Regions from separate parts of the Mus musculus genome. Here all the other regions are linked to region 1. Evidence: chromatin contacts called from public HiCAR-type data. All regions are on one chromosome and are shown on one strand. Each heading gives the region's core, a stretch centred on a gene start, on an enhancer-like site or on the middle of the called end of the contact. The rest is flanking DNA. Distances are from core to core; before and after follow the strand shown. Region 1 holds the start of Yod1 (YOD1 deubiquitinase). Region 2 holds the start of Map3k19 (mitogen-activated protein kinase kinase kinase 19). Region 3 holds the start of R3hdm1 (R3H domain containing 1). Region 4 holds the start of Cxcr4 (chemokine (C-X-C motif) receptor 4).

Region 1 (3,021 bases), core at 242-2,741:
GTCACGTGGGGCGCTTGGCCCCGCCCACGCTGGCGTCAGCCCTCACCTGGAGGCACGCTGGACCAATGAAGCACCTGCAGGGCAGGGGGCGGGCTCCTGGGGTCTGGGAGGACCTGTGACAGCCTAAGGCTGTCAGCTCGCAAAGCAGCCGGCCCAGGGGAGCTTGGTGGCATTGTTGCCTGGAAACAAATGGAGCTGGAGGCGGGGTGAATTAAAAGCCTTCCCTTCCCCCCCCCCCTTCCCTTATTCTCGCGAGACCTGTTTGGCTGACATCTTGCGTGGGAGTGACTGGTGAAAAGTGAGGCTTAACGCCTTCGTTCCTGAATCTCCAGCTAGACTAGGTTCTGGGAGGTTGAGGTCGGCTTGTAAAGATGCCTTGCTGGCTACCAGAAGGCAAGAGCTAACTAACTACAACTTCTGGTCAGCATCCTTGGAGCCTATGGATCCGGGAGCCTCCCATTCACCAGACAGGTGACTCCAAAGCATGTTCCTTGATTTCCCCCTCCATCCCTGGACCCAGGCTACATTATCTGTGGTCATCTGGAAGAGCCAAGGAGGAGGAGAAGTGCACCCGCTCCTGGTGTGAGGGTACAGAGGGACAGATTCGCTGTAACTGATTCACAGTAGAGGCTGTTGCAGTGGGGTTTATATCTCCCAGAACTACTTTTCAAAGTCACTCCCCCTGCACACCATTGGTACCTGACAATGCTTGACAGTCCAGAGTGGGGAGGGGGACTTGTTTGCTGCTTTGGCTAAACGGTGGGGGAGGGACCCTAGAACTGTTTTCACTCCTTCCTTCTTGACCCGAGAGTCAAGTCATCTTCCACACAATCCAAATATGCGTTTCACACCCCCGCGGCGAGTTCCAGCGTGCTACGAACTGTCATTATTCGGCGTTTACTGCACACCTTTAGAACTATGGTCAAGGCAGTCTCGGGCTCCCGGGCTACAGAGTTGGAAACTGGCTAGCTATCTGGTCAGGTCTCCTCTCTGCCCGTCTGTCTTCTGTCTCTCGGCCACCGCGAGGACTGCGTTGCCATGATGAAGTGTCTTCCTACTGGGATACGAGGAATCGGACTGGAATCCTGATGACCAAGAGTGAGTCCTCTTGAGCCCTGCCACCAACCGCGGGAGTGAGGCGATCGCCCCAGGCACGGCTGCTGACCTCATACAGTCTTTCTGAGGTGGCAGATGGACGCTTTCAAGTTCGTCTCACGGGACTCCCCGCTCGTCCCGTCCACTTGGCCTCAATGAATCAGTTCGGCGCAGCCACGAACCCCGCCAGCGGCGTGACTGTTTGGTGGGTCCTTCTGACCTCTCTTGGCATTTGTTTACCTTCCCGACGATGAGTCGGCTCTGCCTGGTGTTTGGGAGGCTGCTTTCATCATTGGCGACCTCCCTGCAAGGTGACATTCTGCTCTGCTAGACTCGGGAACTCCTTCCCCGCCCTCCTCCCTGGAGCATAAATGCTGCCGACGCGAAGCTCGCCTCACCGGAGCGCTCGGGAGAGCCGGCCGACCCCCAACCCTCACCCGCGGCCGCCCTTGCCACTTTAAGAGCCCGCGCCGTTTTTGGAAGGACCGAGGCCGAGTCCCCCCCACCCCCCACCGAGGTGTCGCGAGAAGCGCCCCAGCGGCCACCTCTCGCGATGTTTGGAGGCGCCAAAGGCGGCCATTTTGGGGTCCCCCCCGCTGGTTACTCCGGCGCTGTCCCCCAGTCTGAGGCTGGGACCAAGGCTGGCCCCGCAGGAGGCCGGCCGGCCGACACTATGTGGCGGGTCCGCTGCAAGGCCAAGGGTGGCACCCACCTTTTGCAGGGTCTTTCCAGCCGGACCCGCTTACGGGAGCTGCAGGGCCAAATCGCCGCTATCACCGGCATCGCTCCCGGCAGTCAGCGAATCCTCGTTGGCTACCCGCCCGAGTGCCTGGATCTCAGCGACCGGGACATCACTCTTGGGGACCTGCCCATCCAGTCAGGTACGGGCACCGGCCGGGGCCGGGGAAGTCTTGGAGGACGTGGAGGGGAGAAGAGTGAAGCTAGTAAGGCAGAGTGCCGATGTGACAGCTAGGGGCTTCGAGGACCAGAACTCCGGGAAGGCCGGGGCAGGTGTCAAGTCCTTTACTTGTGATTTAGAGACAAGGCTGGAGTCTTGAAGTCCCCTGTTCCCCAAGCCTGCTTCCAGGTCATTTGTTTCCTCTGCTTTCCCAAAGGACAGCAGGACCCTTGTTCCCTGACGGGATGGTTCTTTTTCCCTATCCCGATCAGCAGGTCAGCGGTTGAGATACCAATTTTTCGTTTTCCCTGTGTGTTAATTTCTTTTTATCTTGTGTCTCATATATATATATATATATATATATATATATATATATATATATATATATATATATATACATACATACATACATACATACACACACACACACACACACACACACACTTGGACGTTGTGTTTATTGCTGTAGAATTAACCAACAGCAGTTACTTGTTCCCAGGTTTAGAACTTGAACGTCAGTGTTGACCATTCAAAGCTTTTTCCATTTTGTGGCAAGGCCCCTCGAATCGAGCTGTCAGATGGTATAGGCATGCGAAGTGCAAAGAACACCCCAGTGACCTACCTAGTCTGTGGAGAACATCTGAAAGATTTGGTTTTTAAGTTGAAATGCAGCGCGGAGCATTTTGTTCTGTTTGCCTCTTTCTGAAGACACTGAACTAAACACAAACAAACTTAGAGAGTTACTGGCCTCTTGTTTACAAAGTTGTGTTCTCCTTGGTAACCCGCTTTATACTTTTAACTCCTTTGCTTTCTAATTTTCTGAGTTGGCTAATAAACACCCAATCTATAATTTCTCTGCAGTTCTGGATTTGTTTTATTTTTGACAGGTGACATGCTGATTGTTGAAGAAGACCAAACCAGACCAAAAGCTTCACCTGCGTTTTCAAAATATGGTGCTCCTAGTTATGTCAGGGAAGCTCTGCCTGTGCTTACCAGAACCGCAGTCCCAGCAGACAACTCTTGCCTCT
Region 2 (3,021 bases), core at 269-2,768, 2.9 Mb before region 1:
TCAAAATTATCCAGACACCAGAAGATTGGCAATGTGATCATTATTTGGTGATCTATGTCACACTTGAGGATGTCTAGAGAAAGACAATGGAGAATCAAGGACACCCTGTAGAGTCCACACATCAGTCACCTGAGTAACATGGACTGATTTGCACTGCCTCTTAGGGCTGAGTGCCATTTCCTCCTCTGGCTTCCAGCCTGAACATTTCAGATTTAAGTTTTGCATGGAGAAAACTTCTCTCAACTTTCCATTGAGAAGGTTTGTTTGTTTGTTTGTTTGTTTGAGCAGTCATTTTTAAACAATAGTGTTTTGTTCTAAATGGCTAAAGCAGGTTTATCTTGTGTAGCAGTCATCTTTGCTCTTAATTATATTATCTACTTGTAAAGTCAAAACTTGTGTAACTAATCAGACACAACACAGGGCTTCATGATGTCATTGTCACTTCTTGCCTCCCTCCCATGCCCGCTGATCCCTTCCTCTTCCCAGCTGGTCCCTGCTGGTTCCTACTAGTCTCTTTCTGTTTTGTTTTGTTTTTTAAGATGTATTTATTTATTTTATGTATATGAGTACACTGTGGCTGTACAGATGGTTTTGAGCCATCATGTGGTTGCTAGGAATTGAACTTAGGACCTTCGGAAGAGTAGTCAGTGCTCTTAACCACTGAGCCATCTCTCCAGCCCCTGATCCCCTTTTGATTTCATGCCTTTGTTGACGTTGTTTTGTGGCCCAGTGATTTCTGTTAGGTTGCTTATGAGAGCCTGGGCATCTTATCAATAAAACTGTTACAGTCTACATTTGGTTTGGAATATTATACAGAAAAGACTTCAAGCAACTGAAACTTGATAGCAAGTTAATGAAACGTGCCCCAAAATACAGGTATACAATATTGAGCAGTCACACAGAATTTACAAATCCTTAGGTGATTAAAGTACAAGATTATCTTCTCTGCACAGAGCTCAGTGGAAGAGATTATTTCTTATTAATATACCTTTCTTGTCAGTACTAGTTTTCCCTATGGTCTGGAGGCATTGCTGTTAAGTTTTGGAAGGGATTGTTTGAAAAATCAAAACTAGCTTATTACAACTCTATGGACAGAATTACTTAAGCTTAGGACACAGTTTCTTCTTTCTTTCAGTTTACCCCACCCTCATCCCCGGGGACATTCTTCCCAAGGAAAACAAAAAGTTGCAACATGCGGTATTATCTAAAACAGGGTGAAAAGAGCTTACCTAGAGTCAGTTTTGCTGAGGGAGCTGGGACCCAGTTGAAGGAGCACCCGGCCGAGGAGCAGCCCAAATCATCCTACTTCATGGCTCTGATTTCCGGACCAGCTATCACCGCTCTCTTCAACTCCGTTTCCATGTAAAAGCAGCATAGATTCAGAACCTTTTGTTTGGTTTCGTTCCAGTGTTGCACAGTTCAAACACTTTATTTTAAAAATAAGTATTGAAAACTGGTTCAGGGTGCACAAACCCTTTGGCTCAGTGCAAGGAGACTTGCTTAGTTGACGCAGGCTGTCACCCGGGCAACCAGACGCAGTGTGTTTAGCTTGGAGAATTACAAGCAGGACAGTCTTAAGGAAGAAGGAAAACAAGCATCGTGCATGCTTCTAAGCTGCTGTTGGGGTGGTTAAAAACACTGGGCCCCTACGCACATCCATGGATGGCCCATTGCCTTTATCACTAACTTAATGAGATGATCTTCAGAAGAGCCGTGCCTCTGTAGTCCCTGCTATGTGCTGAATGGAGTCCAAGTTAGGTCAGAGGGATAGTATAAACCATACAGGCAGGAGTGAAGACATTTTAAAGAGACACTGGGACCCCTTCCTTTGACTCTCAGACTATTGAAGCACTGGACCCCAAGAAATTGGAAGTCCCCTGCTGGACAAGGGAAAGGCTGGAGCCTAGGGCCAGCCAGAGGAGGAACTTGTCTCTCAGGAAGGGATTTCAGACAACTTGTCTGACCACTTTGCAGAAGAGATGGGGGCCCAGACATCAATGGCTCAGTACTGGGCAGGTTCACATCTTGGCCGGGACTGTTTAGTTATATATACCTCTTGCCCTTTATTAAAACCTAAACTTCGCATCAGGACCTCAATGGTGGATTAGGGTGGGGGTCATTAGATCTCTGTTACTTTTCCCAATGTGGTTACATTGAATAAATCTCCTTTCTCTGCTTTTCCTTGTTTCATGTCTGTTTAAATGGCCTATTGAAGACAAGTGGCCCAGCCTGACTTGTTAGGGACTGCCAAGACTTAGGCATCTTAACCTGATGACGTTGGTAATAAGAATCCAATCCAATAGATTGCTCCTGGACTAGTGGTACTCATTGACCCACATTTGAGAAATCCTTTCATTAGAACACATTTCTTCTTCCCCTCTCTCCTCCCCTCCTCTCCTCCACCTTCCCTCCCTCCTCCTTCCCTCCCTCCTCCCCCTCTTCCTCTTCCTCTTTCTCTTCTTCTTTTCGTCATTATTTGAGACAGGATAGCACTTTGTAGTTCTGGCTGTCCTGGAACTCATTATGTAGACCAGGCTGCCCTCAAACTCACAGAGATCCACCTGCCTCAGCTCCTGGGTGCACATTTCATGCCTAGAGAGGCTTGTAGTATTCTAACACAAAGGCTTCAGCAAATTGAATGCATTGTTGTCAGACTCACAGCCTACAACTAACCCAGCATTGCGAGAGACCCTAAAAACATACATAAAACCAGAAACATGCTCATAAGGCCCATGCCTGCACCAGGCTAGCTGGCATCTGGAGCTGCTGGTCTTTCCCGTTATCTACTGATGGTGTGCGGAGTATCTTTAAAAATGTGATAGTATATATTTTCAATAAAATGAGGTAGCAAGAAACTCTTCAGATACATTTGAGAACACGAAGCTCAGGGCTGGAGAAATGGCTTGTTAAGAATGCTTGTTATTCTTACAGAGGACCCAGGTTCAGTTCCCAACTCCCTGGGTGGGTGGTTCACAATTTAAGTGGATCTGACACCTTCTTCTGGCTTTAGCAGACACTTGC
Region 3 (3,021 bases), core at 156-2,655, 2.6 Mb before region 1:
TTTTAAGATCCTGTTCAAAGGCAACTTCTGACTTCTGGGGACTATTTGTATAAATGGGAGGAATTAGTTCAGAATTTCCAATACCTTCCAGGACATGAACCTATGCTGCTTCACAGACAGTAGCTAAAGGCAAATTAAAGCATCCTCTACAAACTCAAGAGTGAACAGATCTGATAAACACTGGCTCTGCAAGACTAAGTAGCAAAGTAGAAAATTACATTACAGGCTCGAGAATTACACCCATGCCATTTCATATTTCTGGATGGGTTTTTTTAGGGGGAGGGGGCAGTGCGGGGGGGGGGGTTATTTTAGACAAGGTGAATTCTGTAGTCCCAGCTGTTTTAAAACTCACTCTGTAGCCCAGGCTATGAACTCGCGGCGACCTTTCAGCTTCCAGCTGTTACAGGCATCAGCCACCACGCCCGACTGTTACCCACTATTTTCTTATAGCGCAATTAAAGTGCAGTCAATTTCCCATCTCTTGCCCTATACAGTCCGCCAAAATGCAGCACTAGCTTCATAATCTTCAACTCCCGCCAAACTTTTTGCAAGCGTCTTCAACTAAGCGGAAGTGACGTTAAACGGATGACCTAGACTTGGAAGAGTTCAAATACCAGCACTCTAAAACATTGTAATGTGTTGAGAAAATTCCCAACCCTGTTATATTCTCCTTCCTTTAGCGATGCGAAAAGACCTGACTAGAACCTTGCGACTTCATTCTCAACTCCAAATTATTCAAAAATTTCCTCTTACTCATCTAGACAAGGAGGTTACACCGTAACCTCTCAAGAACTACAATTCCCATGAAACACTACCGGAAGCAAAATGAGGAAAACAGGGTCTCAAAGCATCTTGGGAACTGTAGTCGCAGGAGCCAAAGTGCTCAGAAGCCCTGCCTCCACCACTAAGACTGGAGGAACCAGGTGTTCAGCCTGGAACCCGTTACCGCTAAGGGGCGGAGCCACATCCTTAAAGCCTTCCTCTCATCTTCCCACATGAACGACAAAATTGTCCTTTCATCCTTAAAAAGCTCTATAATCATTCCCTGAAGAAAGAGAGTTGTCTACCACATCTCCAGTGATTAAAATCGCCCGGAACTCGCCCACCTCAGGATTCTACTCGTGGGAAAGGTGGCTCTTTCACAAGTGGGCAAAATGGCTGTCCTCCTAGCTTTATCATTGGTTGACTCTTACGTCGTTCAGGGACGACAACTTGCCCGGGATTGGTTCTTTTTCTTTTGTGGGTGGAGATAGACTTAGTCCCGTTCTCCCGCTGTCCCGCAGTGATAATGGGGGTGGAGCGAAAGTGGTTTTCAAACGCTGATTGGATAATTTGTATGTCACTTAATGTTGACCTAGCGTATGAGGTAGGCTGCTTTCCGTCAACGCGACGGAGAGGCGGGGCCAGTGCGTGGTGGGAAGGGGCGGGATTCTGCCGCCGCGGCTGCCGCTGGAGCCGGTGTCCGGGCTGGTGATGGGGTTAATTCCCTTCCGTGAGACTCTACCTTGCAACCAGCCGGCCCCGCCGTCGCCCCGCTGTGCCGCGCTCCCGCCACCTCCTCCTGCTCCTTCTCAGTAACGCGGGTAAGAGATGCTGTCCCCTCCCCCGCGGCGCCCCGGGAATAACGCGCTCGCTCCCCTCCCCCGCCCGCCAACCGGTAGCGCTAACGGAGCGGGAGAGTGAGGCAGCCGGGGAGCTAAGCGCTGAGGAGACGGCGTCCCTCCCCTCTCCTCCGGCCCGCCAGGGGCCGTCGGGTTCTGAGGCGAGCCCTCTAGTCGCCTCCACCGCGCGGTGCCCGCCGCTTCGCTGGGGGCCATGTGCAGCGCCAACCCCTTGAGGCCTAGCGGGGGAGCTGGGGACAGGTTCCCGAGCGTCCCTGCTGCAGCTGCTGCTCTTGCGAGCCCTGGAGATCCGGGGAGGACGGAGGGGAAAAGCAACATAGTCAGGCCAGGCTGGAGCAGGGACCGTTCGCGGAACTGTTCTCCGGGGCCTGGACCAGATGCCCGGGGCTGATACCCCCGCTCCGGGGAATTGTCACACACACCAAAAGGGAAACAGCACGTCGTGCCCGTACTGCCCGTACTGCTAGAAAAAACACAGTGGGGAAATTAGCAAGAAAGTTGAATGACTGTCAGAGCCTTGGTCGTTGATGGACGAACCTACGGGGGACGTTATGATGTAAATCCCCCTCCCCCCTTTCCATCCCTGTATATTAGAAGTTTTTTTTTTTTTCTTCTTGTGGTTATGTACCAGAGATTGTCACTGTTGTCTGAAGTTGCTTTTAAGGAGAAACAAAATTGGGTTTGGCTGTTGTGACTTCTGTGAATTGGGTCCTGAGAGAGCAAGTCCCCTAAACTAGTTAGAGGTGAAGAGGTATCTTCCAAAGCAGTGCTGCTTACTAAATAATAAGGTGCATTTCTGAAGAGGTAAAAATAGAATTTCTAGCATGAATGAATACACACAAACACACATATCCCACTCCTAAGGTTATAGTTTGGCTGGGTCACGTTAAAGAATCTCATACCATACTCCCCTTTATTTTAGATTTTTTCCCTGGACAGGGTCTCTCTGTGTAGCCCTGGCTGTCCTGGTACTCACAATGTAGACCAGGCTGGCCTTGAGCTCACAGAATCCACCTGTCTCTGCCTCCCAAGAGCTGGGATCAAAGGTGTGGCCCCCCATCGCCCAGCTAAAGAAACCTCTTAAATTTAAATGTCATTGATTCCAAGAGCATCGAGTCATAAAAAGATGAAATCAACCTCGAAGCCCCTTCCTTATAATACTTGAATCAGTAGAGTTCATGTAGCTACCCATTTAACTGAAGAAATATCATTCTCTTCAGATTTTATGTCTTTATATTTTAGGGGATTGTCTTATAATTGTATCAGATTTTGATAGTGTGCCCATCTTTTCAAATTCCACTCTGCTTTTTCAGCCTAGGAGAATATGACTTTAGTGGACCCTGTAATCTATAATAGGCATGGCTACAGACCACCCCATTTCTAAGATTTATTTGTTTTA
Region 4 (3,021 bases), core at 338-2,837, 2.1 Mb before region 1:
CGTAGTGAAGAAAGCTGGATAATGTGAAGGTCTTTGGGGGTTTAGGGTCAGCAGAGTGTTAGAAAGGAGCAAATAGCACTCCCCTACTTCACCCCGTGCGGCGCTTCTCTGGAAGGTGGGTCTCTCTTGCCAAACCCATGTTTATCACTGGGTGGATCTGGGACGTTAGAGTCACACTGTCCTGGGTGGGGAAAGTCACGGGGTCTGTACCCCGTGGTTTTCGCCCCCAAGTTTCACTTCCTCACTTTCCGGTCGCTTCCCATCCTGCAGCGGACCCAGTTAGTTACTGGAGTCCGAGGTAGGCAGCAGGAGTGGTCCAGACCGTGCGCACCCCGATGTCCGAGTCACCCACCTAGGGGCTGGCACCGTTGCCCATCATACCCAGGTCTACGACCAACACACAGCGGTTCTAGGGGTTCCTCCTGGCTGCGCGCCAGGATCGTTCCTCCGGGTGCGAGCGACAGATTGGGCTGCTCCAGCGCGAGCGCCTTTGAATTGCGCGCCGCCGGAGGAAACGGAAAAAAAAAAAAAAATCACCAAAGAACAAAACCCTCCCTAAGCGAGGGGGTTTCAAAAGGCTCAGGAAACCACCGACGGTTAAACACTGGGGCTCAGTCAAACAGTCTCCGAGCTTGCACCTGTTCATCCCTCCGGCGACCCGGCACAACCCAGGTGCGGTCCCAACATGCCCTCCTGTCCCCAACCGCCGTCATGGCCAGCAGCATCATGGTACAGACTTATGACCCTTTCTCAGGAACGATCCTAAAGGCAAGCCCGACCTCGGGAGGTTCGTTTGCCACTGCGGGGAAGTGGCGGGTCGGATGCCCGCAAAGCGCTGCTGCTCCATCCCAAAGCGACGTTCTCTCCGCGGCTGCCGCAGTTTGTGCCCCCCCTCTAGGCAAGCGACGCGGCAGACTAGCTCACTTTTCCCGCCGAAGACGGGCGCTCCTCTGTCTGCACTATGGAATTTCAGAACCGCACTCCTAACTCCAAGAACCGCTCCAAGACGCTCCGGTTCGAAGCTCACCCAGAATGTAGTGCCTACGCGTGCCGACTAAAGTCTCTAAATTCACACAATGTAAGAAACTCTAAGAAAACTCCTGTTTTCAGGAGGACCAGACGATGGTCTGAGTCTTGGGACAGAGGGCAAGCCCTTCTCCCTTTTTCAAAAAACTGGGACGTTTGCAAACAGCGTGCAAGTCGGCGCGCGCCGCGGGACTCAAGGGGGAGGGAAACAAGAGCAACCTTAGGAAAGCTCCATCTGAACCCGTCCCACTCAACTTACTGGCAAAAATATTCCTATCTTCCTCCCCCTATAGCCATGTTCACACACATAAAAAAAAATTAGTTCCCGCTCCTCCTTGTGACCCTGACACCCCTCAAGGTTTTAGTTGCTTCAACCCGCTCCTTAAAGGGGCTGAGCTCTAAGTTCACACGTTTGCACGTTTACTATAAAGTAGGATGCAAGTGGACTTACACTCACACTGATCGGTTCCATGGCAACACTCGCTCTACAGCCGTGGTGGTTACCGGAGCACCAAACGCCTCAGAGGTTTCACTGCTACCTGCTGCACCAGGCAACAAAATTGAAGTTTCTGGCCCGAACCGGACTTTTATAAAAACACGCTCCCGGGGCGGCGCATGCGCAGCTCGGACGGGGCGGGAGGAGACTGGCGGGGGCGGGGCGCAGGGCGCGGGCAAACAGAAGTCCAAGAGCCACTGCTGTTGTGTTTTAAGTCAGTATGGGTCCAGAGCCTGGCCGGATAATGTTCTCAGAGTTGGGGAAAGCAGGATGCCAGCCAGGGTGTTTCTGCGGGTCGCGCATCCATCCTTACCCACGTGGATAGAATTTTAGACCTGGAGTTTACGGGTGGAGAACTTGAGACAAGACTGGGGATGGGGGTGTGTGACTTGGAGCCTGCCTAACCAGTAGGCGGCAATGTTGGAACCTCCGCCAGGGTTCTATACTCTGAGCTGTCAGGAGTGATTACTACCAAAACTCTTCCAAGCAAGTGTGTGTTACTACATATTCATATAATGACATTAGGGTCAGGTGTGGCAGAAAGCACTTGCGGACCCATCCAGAAGCAGATATACTCCCAGGAAGAAAGTCACAATAGTGGCAACAATTTCGTGAAGAGATTTGGGTGTGTGTGTATGTAAAATGATTGAAATGTGCTTTATTATAAAGAATTGAGCGGCGAGGACTTTGTGTAATCACATCCTAAGAAATCCGCACAGAAACACTGGTTCATTTTCATTTCATAAGCACATAGGGGGATGCATCTAGTTAACAGATAATTACAGAGTCCCAGCTGGGAAGCTAGCCGCGATTCATGCGCAGTCAGTGGGCGCTCCACGAGCTCCAAGAGACCAAATGGAGCAGCCTGGGACTGCAAAGCCTGGCCTGAGCCCAGAGCTTTCGCTTCATGCCTATCTCGCGTCTCCCACGCAGAACACTAAGATGGGAAGTCTTAGTGAAGAGCTAGTTAGGTCAGGTTGGGGGCGTGGATGGCTAGGGAATCTCAGACAGGCTAAGGTTGCAGTGGGCGCCCAGACTGCTTCCCAGGCTCGCGCGGGATCCGACCGGCGCCGAGCCTGGGCTAGGCGGGGAGGGAGAAAAGGGTGGGGTCAGAACCAACCAGACCTCCAGCCAGAGACCGCGGGATCCAATGCCGGGGGCACTGGGGGTGGTGAGACATCCGGCAGCAGGAGCCTGGGTTGCTATGCAACCCAGATACCGCCCCCACCCCCTCCTGGAATGGACCAAAGGATAGGCAGGCCCAGACTGCGCCCTCAACTCCATCCCCGCCCCACTTCTCCCGTTCCTTTTTTGTTTGTTTGTTTGTTTGTTTGTTTGTTTTGTTTGAGGCAGTTTTATGTAGTACAGGCTGGACTCAGGCTCCGTATGTAGTTAAGGATGACCATGAATTTCTGATGATCCCGTTTGTCACCTGCCTAGTACTGGGATTACAGTTGTGTGCCACCACGCCCAATTTTCGTGCTGATAGGGCTTAAATC

The links. HiCAR-type assays count read pairs that join an accessible place to other places.
Region 2: a HiCAR-type map of astrocytes shows a contact between it and region 1, with 6 times the contacts expected there. The contact joins the promoter of Map3k19 here to the promoter of Yod1 in region 1. A contact is called at or near these places in 1 of 39 promoter capture datasets (cranial neural crest) and 2 of 115 datasets of contacts at active chromatin or transcription factors (astrocytes and embryonic forebrain).
Region 3: a contact with region 1 is called in a HiCAR-type map of astrocytes, with 5 times the contacts expected there. The contact joins the promoter of R3hdm1 here to the promoter of Yod1 in region 1. A contact is called at or near these places in 2 of 39 promoter capture datasets (cranial neural crest and liver), 1 of 115 datasets of contacts at active chromatin or transcription factors (astrocytes) and 1 of 9 other capture datasets (adipose tissue).
Region 4: a HiCAR-type map of astrocytes shows a contact between it and region 1, with 6 times the contacts expected there. The contact joins the promoter of Cxcr4 here to the promoter of Yod1 in region 1. A contact is called at or near these places in 3 of 39 promoter capture datasets (cranial neural crest, embryonic stem cells and liver), 2 of 484 Hi-C or Micro-C datasets (B cells and embryonic stem cells) and 1 of 115 datasets of contacts at active chromatin or transcription factors (astrocytes).

The regions. Positions count from the first base shown.
Region 1 is chr1:130,715,836-130,718,856 of GRCm38.p6, forward strand. It overlaps Yod1 (YOD1 deubiquitinase), which reads left to right and starts at 1,492. Exons shown (of 2, transcript NM_178691.4): 1 at 1,492-1,976; 2 at 2,881-3,021. The coding sequence starts at 1,649. It also overlaps a transcript of Pfkfb2 not described here.
Region 2 is chr1:127,853,508-127,856,528 of GRCm38.p6, forward strand. It overlaps Map3k19 (mitogen-activated protein kinase kinase kinase 19), which reads right to left and starts at 1,519. Exons shown (of 14, transcript NM_011737.2): 1 at 1,230-1,519.
Region 3 is chr1:128,101,901-128,104,921 of GRCm38.p6, forward strand. It overlaps R3hdm1 (R3H domain containing 1), which reads left to right and starts at 1,406. Exons shown (of 27, transcript NM_181750.2): 1 at 1,406-1,583. Zranb3 (zinc finger, RAN-binding domain containing 3) reads right to left here and starts at 571. Exons shown (of 21, transcript NM_027678.3): 1 at 353-571. It also overlaps the pseudogene Gm29383.
Region 4 is chr1:128,590,712-128,593,732 of GRCm38.p6, forward strand. It overlaps Cxcr4 (chemokine (C-X-C motif) receptor 4), which reads right to left and starts at 1,588. Exons shown (of 2, transcript NM_009911.3): 1 at 1,478-1,588. The coding sequence starts at 1,498.